Regions from separate parts of the Mus musculus genome. Here region 1 is linked to region 2. Evidence: chromatin contacts called from public Hi-C data. All regions are on one chromosome and are shown on one strand. Each heading gives the region's core, a stretch centred on a gene start, on an enhancer-like site or on the middle of the called end of the contact. The rest is flanking DNA. Distances are from core to core; before and after follow the strand shown.

Region 1 (5,526 bases), core at 2,641-5,140, 44 kb after region 2:
AGTCCAGGCTCAAGACAGCAAATGCAACATGTATTCGTGGATGGCAACCATGGAATGATACCCATGCTTGACCTCTGACCTCACAGACAGGCTCATACATGCCACAACACAGAAACCTCCCATGGTTCAGTAAACCTGCAGAATAATTAAAAGTTGCCATGGCTTTAAATTTAGAGGCTTTTGTGTGCCTAGGTACTACAGTCACTTCTGCAGGCAAGAGCTAGAACCATTTCTTACTTCCTTATACCTGTGGTCACAGAGAGTGGACAGTGTCACAAAAGGACAGACCAGCCAACCAGTGTAAGGAAAGGCATAGGACTGTTTATAGAAGCTGGGATCTTGGCTATGGCTCTACGATTCTTTACTTTTAGAAGGAAATAGACTTGGTGAATTTAATGAATGACCAGAAACCATTTAGAAAAGACAGCTTACATTTTAAAGAAGAAACCCACAGAGTTTGGTCTGTCTGCTGTTAGTTACCCTAGAAGACTATATTTAGCCACACATTCTAATTAACATTTCATGTGTATTTCCATATACTTTATGATGAAAAAATGCTACCAAATGTCCTATTTAAAAGCATATATTTCTGGCACAGTGGCACACAACCTGTAATAACAGGACTCAGACACAGAGAAAAAGGACTTTAGGTTCTATGTCAGCCTGAGTTACATAGCCAGACTCAGCCTCTAAGCAAACCAACAAAGTGTATTTGCATTTGACGAGTCTTAAATATTCCTTCATGAATGTCCTTTAGCTATAAATAACAGAATTACTTTTTTAAAAATTGTTTTTATTTAATGCATGTGGGATTTTTGCTTGCATGTATGGCTATATATCACATGTGTGCCTGGTGCCCTAGAAGGCCCTGGGACTGGTATCGCAGACAGCTTCCATATGGGTGCTGGGAATTGAACCTAGATCTGGAAGAGCAGTCAGTGCTCTAACCATGTCTACAGTCCATAGAATTACTTAAAAAATAATGTATGTGTATGAGTGCTCTGCTGCATGTACACCTGCATGCCAGAAGAGAGCATCAGGTCCCTTTATAGGTGGTCATGTGATTGCTGGGGATTGACTCCTGTCCTCTGGAAGAGCACCCAGTGCTCTTAACTACTAAGCTATCTCTCCAGCCCTAGAATTACTTTTGCTATCTAGAGTTTCATAACATTTTCAACTGGTTAACCATAACGTTTGCAGAATTAAAGACCTTCATGTTTTAGTGACCACTCTCTGGACTCCTGGCCTCTTCTTCATCCATGGCTAAGTTCTTGCCTGTGTCTTCTTTGTCTTCATATCCCTTTCTTCCAGCAATGGGATCTCAATACAGATAACCGTTCTACCATGGAACTCATCTCCAGCCCTTTCATAATACGTTCTGTTTTGGTTTTTAAGATAGAATCTCAGCTGGGTGAAGTGGCACACGCCTTTAATCCCAGTACTCTGGAGGCAGAGGCAGGCAGAGTTCTGTCAGAGGTCAGCTTTGCCAGGTCTACAAAGGAGGTTCCAGGACAGTCAGAACTACACAGTGAGATCCTCTCTTGAAAAACAAAGCACAAAACCAAACCAAACCAAAAAACCTAGAATCTCACTCTGTGGCCTTGGTTGACCTGGAATTCATTGTGTGGTTCAGGGTGGTTAAGGCTAGGAACAAACTTACAACAATCCTCCTGTCTCAACCCCAGAATGCTAGGATTACAAGTATTCTCTGAATGTGTTCTATTTCTGCATGTAATTATATTTATTATTGTGAAGGGTGTGTGTGTGTGTGTGTGTGTGTGTGTGTAGGCCAGAGAACAACTTGGGGGAGTCAGTCTTTTCTTCCACCATGTAGGCCTAGAGCTGGGTTGGTTGAACTCAGACCTCTAGGTTTGGCAGCAAGCACATTTTACCACCTAAGCCATTTTGTCAGCCCATTTTTTCTGTTCTTTATATGTCTAACAAAATAAGCCTGGGATAGGGGGTGATGGGTCACACCTCTTGTTGTGTCTTCATCTATATTCCACAACATTCTACATATTCTACAATAGCTGTTGTCTGACTCCAGATGTTGTGCTAAATTAAGTATTGCGGACTATCTATGACTGTTCTGTATATCTTCCATTACCAAGGTTAACCAGGAAGTGATCTCAAAACAAATCAAACTTTTGCCCCGTTTTTAAACCACATAAGACCTTATTAAATAGTACCCATGGGAAGTCTACCAGGAGTTAATGTTTGTAGCCATCACTATATCAACAAAGTCTTCCCATTGTCCAAAGGCCTACTTCCCACTGCCAGAACATCCCAGTGACTATAGTATTCGTTTGCTCAAACTAGCTTTGGAGCTAAAGTTAATAACTTCAGTTGTATACTTTATTTTATTGTACATGTCTAATCATCTAGAAAATATCACCTTTTCACAACCTAAATTTCATATATTTGATCTGAAGCAAACAAGTGATGATAATGATAATGACAATGACCATGGCTGGAGAGATGGCTCTGCAGTGAAAAGAGTTTGTAGAGGACCTGTATTCTGTCCCCAGCTTACAACTCTAGTGCCAGGAGATCCGACGCCCTCTTCTGGCTTTTAGATGAACTGCATGCATGTAGTACACAGATAAACACACAACTACCCATACATATAAGTACCGTTATTTTATTTTTAGGGTCTTGTGCATGCTAGGCAAGCACTTTACCACTGATCAGTAGTCCAAGCCTCACACATACATGAAAAATAAAATCTTTACATTATCATCATCATCATCAACAACAATAAATAAAATTGCCAATCTTGTGCTTTACAAAAACTGTGGGTTAAAAAAATAACCCTCTAAAAATGTAGAAACGGAAAACTATAGAGAGAGTCGACCACAGATGATCTTAGTCCTTCCTGTTGTGATTCTCATATGCAAAAAGAAAAAAAAAAGGTTCTTAAAAAAGCATGTTTTTTTCCCAATGAAACTAGACCCTTGCAATTTTGTACTTCTTCATTTGGGTTTGCCTATAAACTGAGTGGCTAATAGCTGCAACCCTTGTTGCTTTTTTTAGCTACAGCAATTCTTGACATCTGTTTGTGTTTAAATGATGACACAACATCAGAACACGCCGTGTCATCGTGTCACATTGTTATAGCACAACAAGAAAATTACAGCTCCCCAACAATAACATGGTGTCAGAAGTGTCCGCTTGGCGGTGAGTCAGTGCTCTAGAAGTTACAAGCTATTTTTAGCTCATCCAGTGCTTCTGAAGCTTGGGTTCTTAAGTCCTAGAGATGCAGAAAATCTAGGGGTGCAGTGGGAACAGGCCTTCCTTGGTTTCCAAGTACCCTTCTCTGGAAGGTATGGCTCCCCACCTTCCTGTCCTGGCCACATCAAACACGGATTCCATTGGGAAATTGCATGCATTTAAGGCTGGATTCCCAGTTCTTTTGCGCCAGGCCAGCATCCCTGTGGAGGAGTAGAAACTATAATTATCTTCCCGTCTGGGGTAAGCCCTAGGTTGACATCTCCCAGGTGACCCCAATGCACCCGGAGCGCAGTTCCTTGGCTGCTTAGGCGCGCGGTGCAGGCAGTCCCTGCGGGTCCCTGGGTCCTCTGAGACCCTTATCCGGGAAGACCGGTCCCCAATCTCCAACTCCAGGACGCGCGGCGGCGTTGCCATAACAACCGGCGCGCGCAGCCTCAGCGGAGGAAGTGACGAGAGTGGGTTGGCTGTTGTTGGGACACGTGACCAGGGTAGTGTTTTGACAGGGCAAACAGTGAGAGAAAGAGTAAAGAGCGAGCGAGCGAGGCGGGCAGGCAGCGGGGACGGTGGATGCGCGGGCGCAGCGTCTCGGCGTCTCGGCGTCTCGGCGGCCGCGGGGTAGATGCGCGCTGCGCTCGGGGAGGCGTGGCTCGGAGCACGGAGTGTGATGTGAGCGGCCGGGCGGCCGCAGAGAGCAGTGCCGGGAGGAGGAGCGAGGGGTCCCGGAGGGCGGCGAGCGGGCGGGCCATGGGAGCCGTTCCCGGGTGGGTTGAGCCACGCGTGGGTCGGCGCGGCTGAGGACATGCCCAGACTCTGCTGCTGACCGGCTCCGGCTGGAACCCGGCTACTGAAGCCTCGGAGGGGCTAGCCAGAGGGGATCCCCCGCAGGTGAGGCCCGGGGGGCTGCGGGGGCTGCTGCGCCCGAGCCCCTGCGGGGGTGCCTCGGTGCCCAGAGGCTACTGGACCGAGGGCTGCCTTAGCTCCTGTGGCCCGACTCTTCCTCCTCTGTGCCTGTACCTCCAGGGCATAAATAGATCCTGCTGGTGCTTCCGAGACGCTGTGTCAGAGGAGGACACCTTGGCCTGGAGAGCCCAGGGGCGGGGAACAGGGGTGCTAGGCCCGAGGACGCCGGGGGAGGCGGTGCGCAGACTTGAGCTGCTTTTTTTCGCCTTTCCTTCAGACCTGCCCAGGGTTCTGTCACCGCAGGTCTGCACCAGGAAGAGGCCCAACTTAGTAGTTTTCTTGCAAGATCCGGGGGAATTAAGACCCGTCTTTCTTTTTCTTTCTTATTTTTTTTTTTTTATGTTTATTTTGCTCTCTTAGCGTTTGGAAAACGAAGCAGAAGCCGTTGAGTCAGCCGTGTGCCGGTTGGAAGAACCCACACCTGTGTTTTACAGCACTTTGGGTGGAAATTGGATGCCAAAATGAAGCCAGACCGAGGTAAATGATTTATTTAAGTAGAGCTTGAGTTGTGTTTTGTTTCTCTGTCTCCTTCGGTGTTAACCTAATTTTCCGCAGGATCAACCATTCCTGTGTCAGACGTGACGAACTGTCTCTCTGAAGATACCAGACGCTGAGGGGAAAAAAAAGATGGACTTATGGAGTAGGTGGTTAAAGTCAGATGGGAAGGACCTGTTCTTAGAGAGTGTTTAGCAGGATGAAGGGGTCAAAGGAAGTGTTTGTTAGTGGCCACAGGCTTAGTATCCTTTTTAGTTGCAGTTCTTCAATTTTTTTAGGTGAAGTCAATCCAACTTCAGAAAAGTTTGTCAACTTTTGAAACTTGAGTTTGAACTTGATAAAAAGTAATATTTGTAGCCATTTGCATTTCATTCGCTGTTTGTTTGGGGTTTTTTTGGTGTGTTTTGTTTGTTTGTTGTTTGTTTTATAGATAGGGTTTTGTCAAGTTGTCTAGGCTGGCACAGGTCTTACCATGTAACCCAGGTAGGCCCAGAAGTCCCTAAGGATCCTTTTGCCTTCACCTGAAAAGCAGCATTACAGGCAATGTACCACTGTGGCCCCTCATTAGTTTTATGCTCTAAGGGAATTCCAATTGTTTTCAGAGTTCCCCAGCTTGAGTCTGTTATAGACAACTAGGGCCCAACTTTTCATTCTAAATCTGTATTTTCTACAGGTTTCAGATCTAAACCCTGAGGCTCTTTGTAGCCTTGGCTGTCCTGGAGTTCTGTTTGTAGTCAAGACTGACCTTGAACACACAGATCTGTCTGCCTCTGACTCCCAAGTGCAGTGATCAAAGCCTCGGGCTGTTAAGCCCGGTTCTAAGCCCATATTTTCAAGACT
Region 2 (5,627 bases), core at 1,534-4,033:
TTCGCTTGTATTGGTTTTGTTTGAGGCAGTCTCACTATGGAAGCTAAGATGGAACTTAACTAGGCAGCCCGAGATGGCTTCCAATTTTGCCTCTTCCTGCCTGAGCCTCACAGTGAGTGCTAGGATTTCAGGTGTGCTCTACCTCAGCCAAGCACAGATGAGCTTTTTGGAGTTGACTTCATCCGTAGTTTCTTGGTTCCTGTTGAGAACATCCAAGGCCACTGTCTGTGAATCTCAAGGTTTATTCCAAACTGCACAATCCAAGAAGTCAAGGCCAAGTTTATACATTCTCCCTCCTGAGGCTCTCCGGAGGGGTTAAAGGCATAGCTCTGAGGTCTGTGTGGCTGGAGGAACTAAAGACTCTAGAGAGAGACTTCAACTGCCCTCCCACCCTCGGGTGAGTCCTCTGATAATATTAACACAGAGCTTCCTGCTACCTCTGAAGTGGGTCCCTGAACTTGGGAGGCCTGGAACACATGATGCAAACAAGGGTGTGCCTGTCTCTTGCTGCAGAGTGCCTTGCCATAGCTCCGGTGAGTGTGAGAGGATGTGGGTCAGAGGCCTCTCCAGACTGTGGTGCAAGAAGCCTCCTGTAACACAGGTCCTGCCTACACTAGCCAGCCGACTGAGCAGAACTCAGCCACTCACAGAGGCAGCACAGGAGAGCTGTGTGTGTGTGTGTGTGTGTGTGTGTGTGTGTGTGTCCGTCCACAAACACTTTAGTTTGCTCTTCTTTTCTCCCCATGAATCTGGCCCCACTTGTGACTATTAACACCTGCTTTCAGGTCGCCAGAACAAGAATAAAACTGCAGCACAGCCACGCGTACCCTGGTCTTGTCGCCTTCCTTTTAAAGGCTGAAAATTCCAGGGAAAGGGAGAGAAAGTTGGTTTTTAAACTCGGTTCACATTTTAAAAAATAAAAATAAAAACACGTTTCTGGAGTCGAAATAACATCTTTCATAGTTAACCAAATTAACTTGTGCATTTATATCCTCGATACTATATAATTTGCAGTAAATGTTAAAATTTCCCAAATTGTCCCTAAAAATGCTCTTTATAGTGAGATTGTGGGAAGTAGTATCCAGTATAAGACCATACAATGTGCCTGCTTTTTATAGACCTGAAACCTTCATGTCTTTCTCAAGCCACTAAACTCCTCTTAGTCATGTTCTGACTCCTTGAAGACGGGGTCACCTGTCCCAAAGGATGCCAGGTCACTTGGTTGTGTCCAGCACTTTTTCTACTGATTTTCTGCAAGCTGGAAGTTGTATCTCCGTATCCAGATTAAATATTCTGAGGTGTTAGGATTTTAAGCTTTTAGACAGGATCTTATTACCCCACGCTGGGGAAACTCACCATACAGCCAAGGTTGAACTTGAATGTCTGATCCTCCTGCCTCCACCTCCTGAGAGCTAGGATTACAGGTGTGCTTGTTACTCCTGGTTTCTAGTGACGAAGCCTCATCCTCAGCCACTCTAAGAAAAAGTGCTACACAGAAGAGTTGACTTCTGTAAATGATGAACACCTAAGTCACATAGAGTGTCACGCATGCATATACTGCTCAGTGAGACTACATTCATCTTCCTCCTGGGAAACACAGATCCCACTCTGTGTCACACAGAGAGGGGGCTACTTGTAACTGTGTGTAGAATATGGCAATTTGGGAGAAATCTATACAAAAGCTACCAGGATATTTAAAGCCATCACCAAGTGTCCTCCTGCTTTTTCTTTGACTCAGCTCTCTCTCTTTCTCTCTCTGTGTGTGTGTGTGTGTGTGTGTGTGTGTGTGTGTATGTGTGTCATGCCTGCTTGCCTGTCTGCCTGCCTGTCAGTCTGTTGTGTATGTGTGTCCATCTACTTGTGTCTGCTTATATCTATGTGTCTGTGTGTGTATCTATATCTGCCTACTTACCTGTCTGTCAGTCTGTTTGTGTGTGTGTGACTATCTACTTATGTGTGTGTCTGCCTACTTGTGTCTATGTTTCTGTCTTCTTGGAACTGCTTGTGTGTATGTGTGTGTCTGTATGTGTGTGTCTGTGTAGATATTTGTGTGTCTGTCTGCTTGTGTGTCTCTGTGTGTACCTGCTTGTGTGTGTGTATTTGTCTGTGTGTGTCTGCTTTTGTGTGTGTATTTGTCTGTGTGTGTCTGCTTTTGTGTGTGTGTCTGCTTGAGTGTCTCTGTGTGTGTGTGTGTGTGTGTGTGTATTTGTGTATGTGTGCCTGTGTTAGGAGGTGTGCTCATGAACCTTTTTTTTTTTTTTTTTAGTACTGGAGATTGAAACACATGCTAAGATACTAGTCTGCTGTGAGCTACAGCCCCAGCCTTAGGGTCTACTTTTTGACCCTCAGCCTTAACTCTACTCTTAGTATGCTCCTGGGCCAACCTTTCTGGTGACCACAAACCTGTGACAGATCCAGATGGGAGAGAACAAAGATAGGTGAGGCCGGATTCTCCAGGTCTTCAACAGCTATGAATGCCTTTCCTCTTTGGGTGGTGCTGGGGACAAAACCCAGGACCGTGTACACGCTGAGCACACGCTCTGCCACTGAGCCACACACATGGCCTCAATAGCCTCTAATTGAACCTGAAGCTTATTATGAACCCAGTTGGAAACATTTGCCCAGGTTTTAGGGAGCAAACACTCTGTTCTGTGAGCTTGTATCTAATACACATCACCTTAGTGACCTGCTCACGCCACCGAAGCTCAGCACCTTGGAATACAAAGGCTGGAAACCCCCTTTGTTTTCCAGTGTGTGGGGCACGAGCCTCTGACTCATCCTGGAGCCCAGCCAGCCTCTGAGTGCTGCAGGGTGAGCAGGGAACCGGGCAATGCCGGAGTCCCCAAGCACAAGGATCTTCCGACCAAACGAAGCTTCGAAAGCAAACAAATAAATAAAGGGGGTGGAGGCAGGTGCAGGGACACTTGGGACGTACTCACGTCAGCTAAAAGGCAAGGGCAATGCCAGCGGGCGGGCGGGCAGGCGCTGTGCGTGTGCCTGAACGCCTGTAGAACATCTTTGCTTGTGACCTTGGGGGTGACTGTGAGCAAGGTGCTTGTCCTGCCAGCATGAGGACCTGCGTTTGGATCTCTCACAAAAAGCCAACGAGGTGGCCCATGCGTATAAATCCCAGGGCTGGCCAAGCAGAAAGAGTAGGCTCTTTGGGGGCTTGCTTGCTAACCACCTACTTCAGCCTATCCGTGAGCTCCAGGTTTGGTGAACAGCCTCGTCTCAAAGAATCCGCCGAAAGGGCTGGAGAGATGGCTCAGGAGTTAAGAGCACTTGCTGGTCTTCCAAAGGGGTTCAGTTTCTTTCCCCCACATCTGGGTGCTCACAACCTCCTGTGGCTCCAGCTTCAGAGGGTTCGGTGCCCTCTCCTGGCCTCTAAAATTGCTACACCTCTGTCTCTCTGTCTCTCTCTCTTTCTCTCTGACTCACTCTCTCTCTCTCTCTCTCTCTCTCTCTCTGTGTGTGTGTGTGTGTGTGTGTGTGTGTGTGTGTGTGTGTGTGTGTGTGTGTGTTTTAGGAAATGGTCTCTTCTCAACCAAGCTGGCCTTGAACTCACTAACTGACCAAGAATGGCATTGACCTTCCTGCCTTCACCTCTAGAGACTAAACCCGAGGTTTTGTGCAAGCTGGCAAATACTCTACCAATTGAGCTATTATATCCTCAGCCCCCTGGGAGTCCTGGAGATACTTCCTTTAACTTGTTTCTGACACAGAAGTAGAGTTGGGGCAGCTAACCTCATTCATGTCCCTGTAGGAAAGGAACAGGAAAGTTACCTCCATATCAGCTGCCTCAGCTCGATGAGGAAGAGATACCAGATATATATAGGCCTATTACCAAAAACCAGAATGGCAGGTCAGCTATTTAGGGCTTCTTAAGGTGTGCATTAGTCATAAGGCTGGCTGGCACGTGTCTGGGACAAACCAATTCAACAGGAAATTGATCCCATTGCAGTACAATGGGCGTATTCGGAAGCAGGTGTACTACACACAAATGATCTCTGGAAATTGGGGGAGGGTGGTTTTTCTTCCCAAGGCAGAGTGAAGAATCGGGGCAGGGTGGCACAAGCCTATAATCCTAGCATTTAGGAGATGGAGGCAGGAGGACCAGGAATTCAAGGCCAGTCTTGGCTACATAGTGAACTGGAGGCCAGCCTGGCCTACATGAGACCTTGTCTCAAAAAACAGAGAGTGTTGGTCCAGAGACATGGCTCAGTGGTTAAGAGCACTCACTGGCTGCTCTTCTAGAGGTCCTGAGTTCAATTCCCAGCAACCACATGGTAGCTCACAACCATCTGTAATGGGATCTGATGCCCTCTTCTGGTGTGTCTGAAGACAGCTACGGTGTACTCACATACATAAAATAAATAAATCTAAAAACAAACAAACCACAGAAAGTGAAAGAATAATGACTTAACATTGTCTTTTTCCTTTGAGACAGGGTCTCACTGTGTTGCCTAGGCTGGCCTTGAACTCCTGAACTAAGATGCTCTTCCCAGCCCTAGCCTCCAGAGTAGCTGGGATTGTAGGTGTGACCCACCACCCTCAGATTTGGTACAAAAATATCAAGCAAGTATGCTATCTCCACAAACCTCCCTCAGCCTGTGTGCGGGACTAGGACATCATGCTAGTTTCTTCCCAGTTAGTGGTCATTGTATTTACCCTTAAGAGAAAAGCAGGGAATGGCTTTGGTTCAAAAGAAATAATCATAAAACTAATTCTGATTACAACATGATATGACCTTTTAACTCGCAGTGCTCTCTTTCTCTCCCTCTCTCTCTCTCTCTCTCTCTCTCTCTGTGTGTGTGTGTGTGTGTGTGTGTGTGTGTGTGTGTGTGTGGCATGCAGATGCCAACAGAGACCAGAAGAGATCATTGGATCCCCTGGAGCTGGAGTTAACATGGCTGTGAGCCATGTGGCTTGGGTGTTGGGAACCTAACTGCTCTGCCAGTCCAGGCCCTGGCTCTTTCGATGTAGCCCTGGCTGCTGCCCTGAGATCTTAACTCCTTCTGCCTCCACCTCTCCCCTAGCTGAAGTTTCAGGCCTGTGCCACCACACTCTGCCTGTTAAAGGCCTTTCAGAAAACACCCTATTCAAGAGTCTAAATCAAGCCGGGCGTGATGGTACACACCTTTAATCCCAGCACTCAGGAAACAGAGGCAAGCGGATCTCTGGGGATTCAAGGCCAAGCTGTGGCTACCGCACAGAGAAACCCTGTCTTGGAAAACAAACAAAAGAGTCATATTTTTTCAGCAATGAATTATGTTTGGAGTTCACCACTGGTCTAAGAACAAGCTGAGCCCTCAGAAATCTTTCAGACGGGACAAGCTGAGGGCTGGCTTCTGTATGAGAGCTAGTGTCTGTCCATTCTCAGTACCCTCCAGGAAGCCCCTCAGGCTGGAGGGGAGGAGAGCTGTTTCCAGATTCCCAAGTCCTCTCAGCCACAGGCTGGCTGCCTTCTTTATGACTCCATTCCTGTCTGCCCACTCCCCCGGCTTCCTGCCTACTCAGCCTTCTCCCCAGCTGTGTTTTATCTGATAGCTTGTTAGAAATGCAGCCCAAAGTCATAGGACTCCTATGACCAGAGGCTACATGGCTACTGAACCTTTGAATCTGTCACT

Evidence for each region. Hi-C and Micro-C count contacts between places; a contact is called where the count stands out from the background.
Region 1: a contact with region 2 is called in a Hi-C map of Sertoli cells, with 6 times the contacts expected there. The contact joins the promoter of Fam214a here to the enhancer-like site in region 2. A contact is called at or near these places in 18 of 39 promoter capture datasets (the 3T3-L1 cell line, 3T3-L1-derived adipocytes, the C10 cell line and 11 more), 5 of 15 datasets of contacts at CTCF or cohesin (the NIH/3T3 cell line, embryonic stem cells, large pre-B cells and 1 more), 137 of 484 Hi-C or Micro-C datasets (2-cell embryo, 3T3-L1-derived adipocytes, 8-cell embryo and 77 more), 31 of 115 datasets of contacts at active chromatin or transcription factors (the 230-238 cell line, the SCID.adh cell line, astrocytes and 20 more) and 5 of 9 other capture datasets (adipose tissue, bone marrow-derived macrophages, embryonic stem cells and 2 more).

What each region holds. Positions count from the first base shown.
Region 1 is chr9:74,949,163-74,954,688 of GRCm38.p6, forward strand. Fam214a (family with sequence similarity 214, member A) reads left to right here and starts at 3,891. Exons shown (of 13, transcript NM_001113283.1): 1 at 3,891-4,116; 2 at 4,552-4,668. The coding sequence starts at 4,653.
Region 2 is chr9:74,906,643-74,912,269 of GRCm38.p6, forward strand. No RefSeq gene overlaps it. Among named protein-coding and RNA genes, the nearest start is that of Fam214a, 44 kb to the right of the region's middle. Within about 2 kb of position 2,784, at least 81 of the 459 cell types and tissues checked have an H3K27ac peak or open chromatin away from gene starts, as enhancers often do. A contact at or near this core is called in 8-cell embryo, the AML12 cell line, the AtT-20 cell line and 16 more, where this site is marked.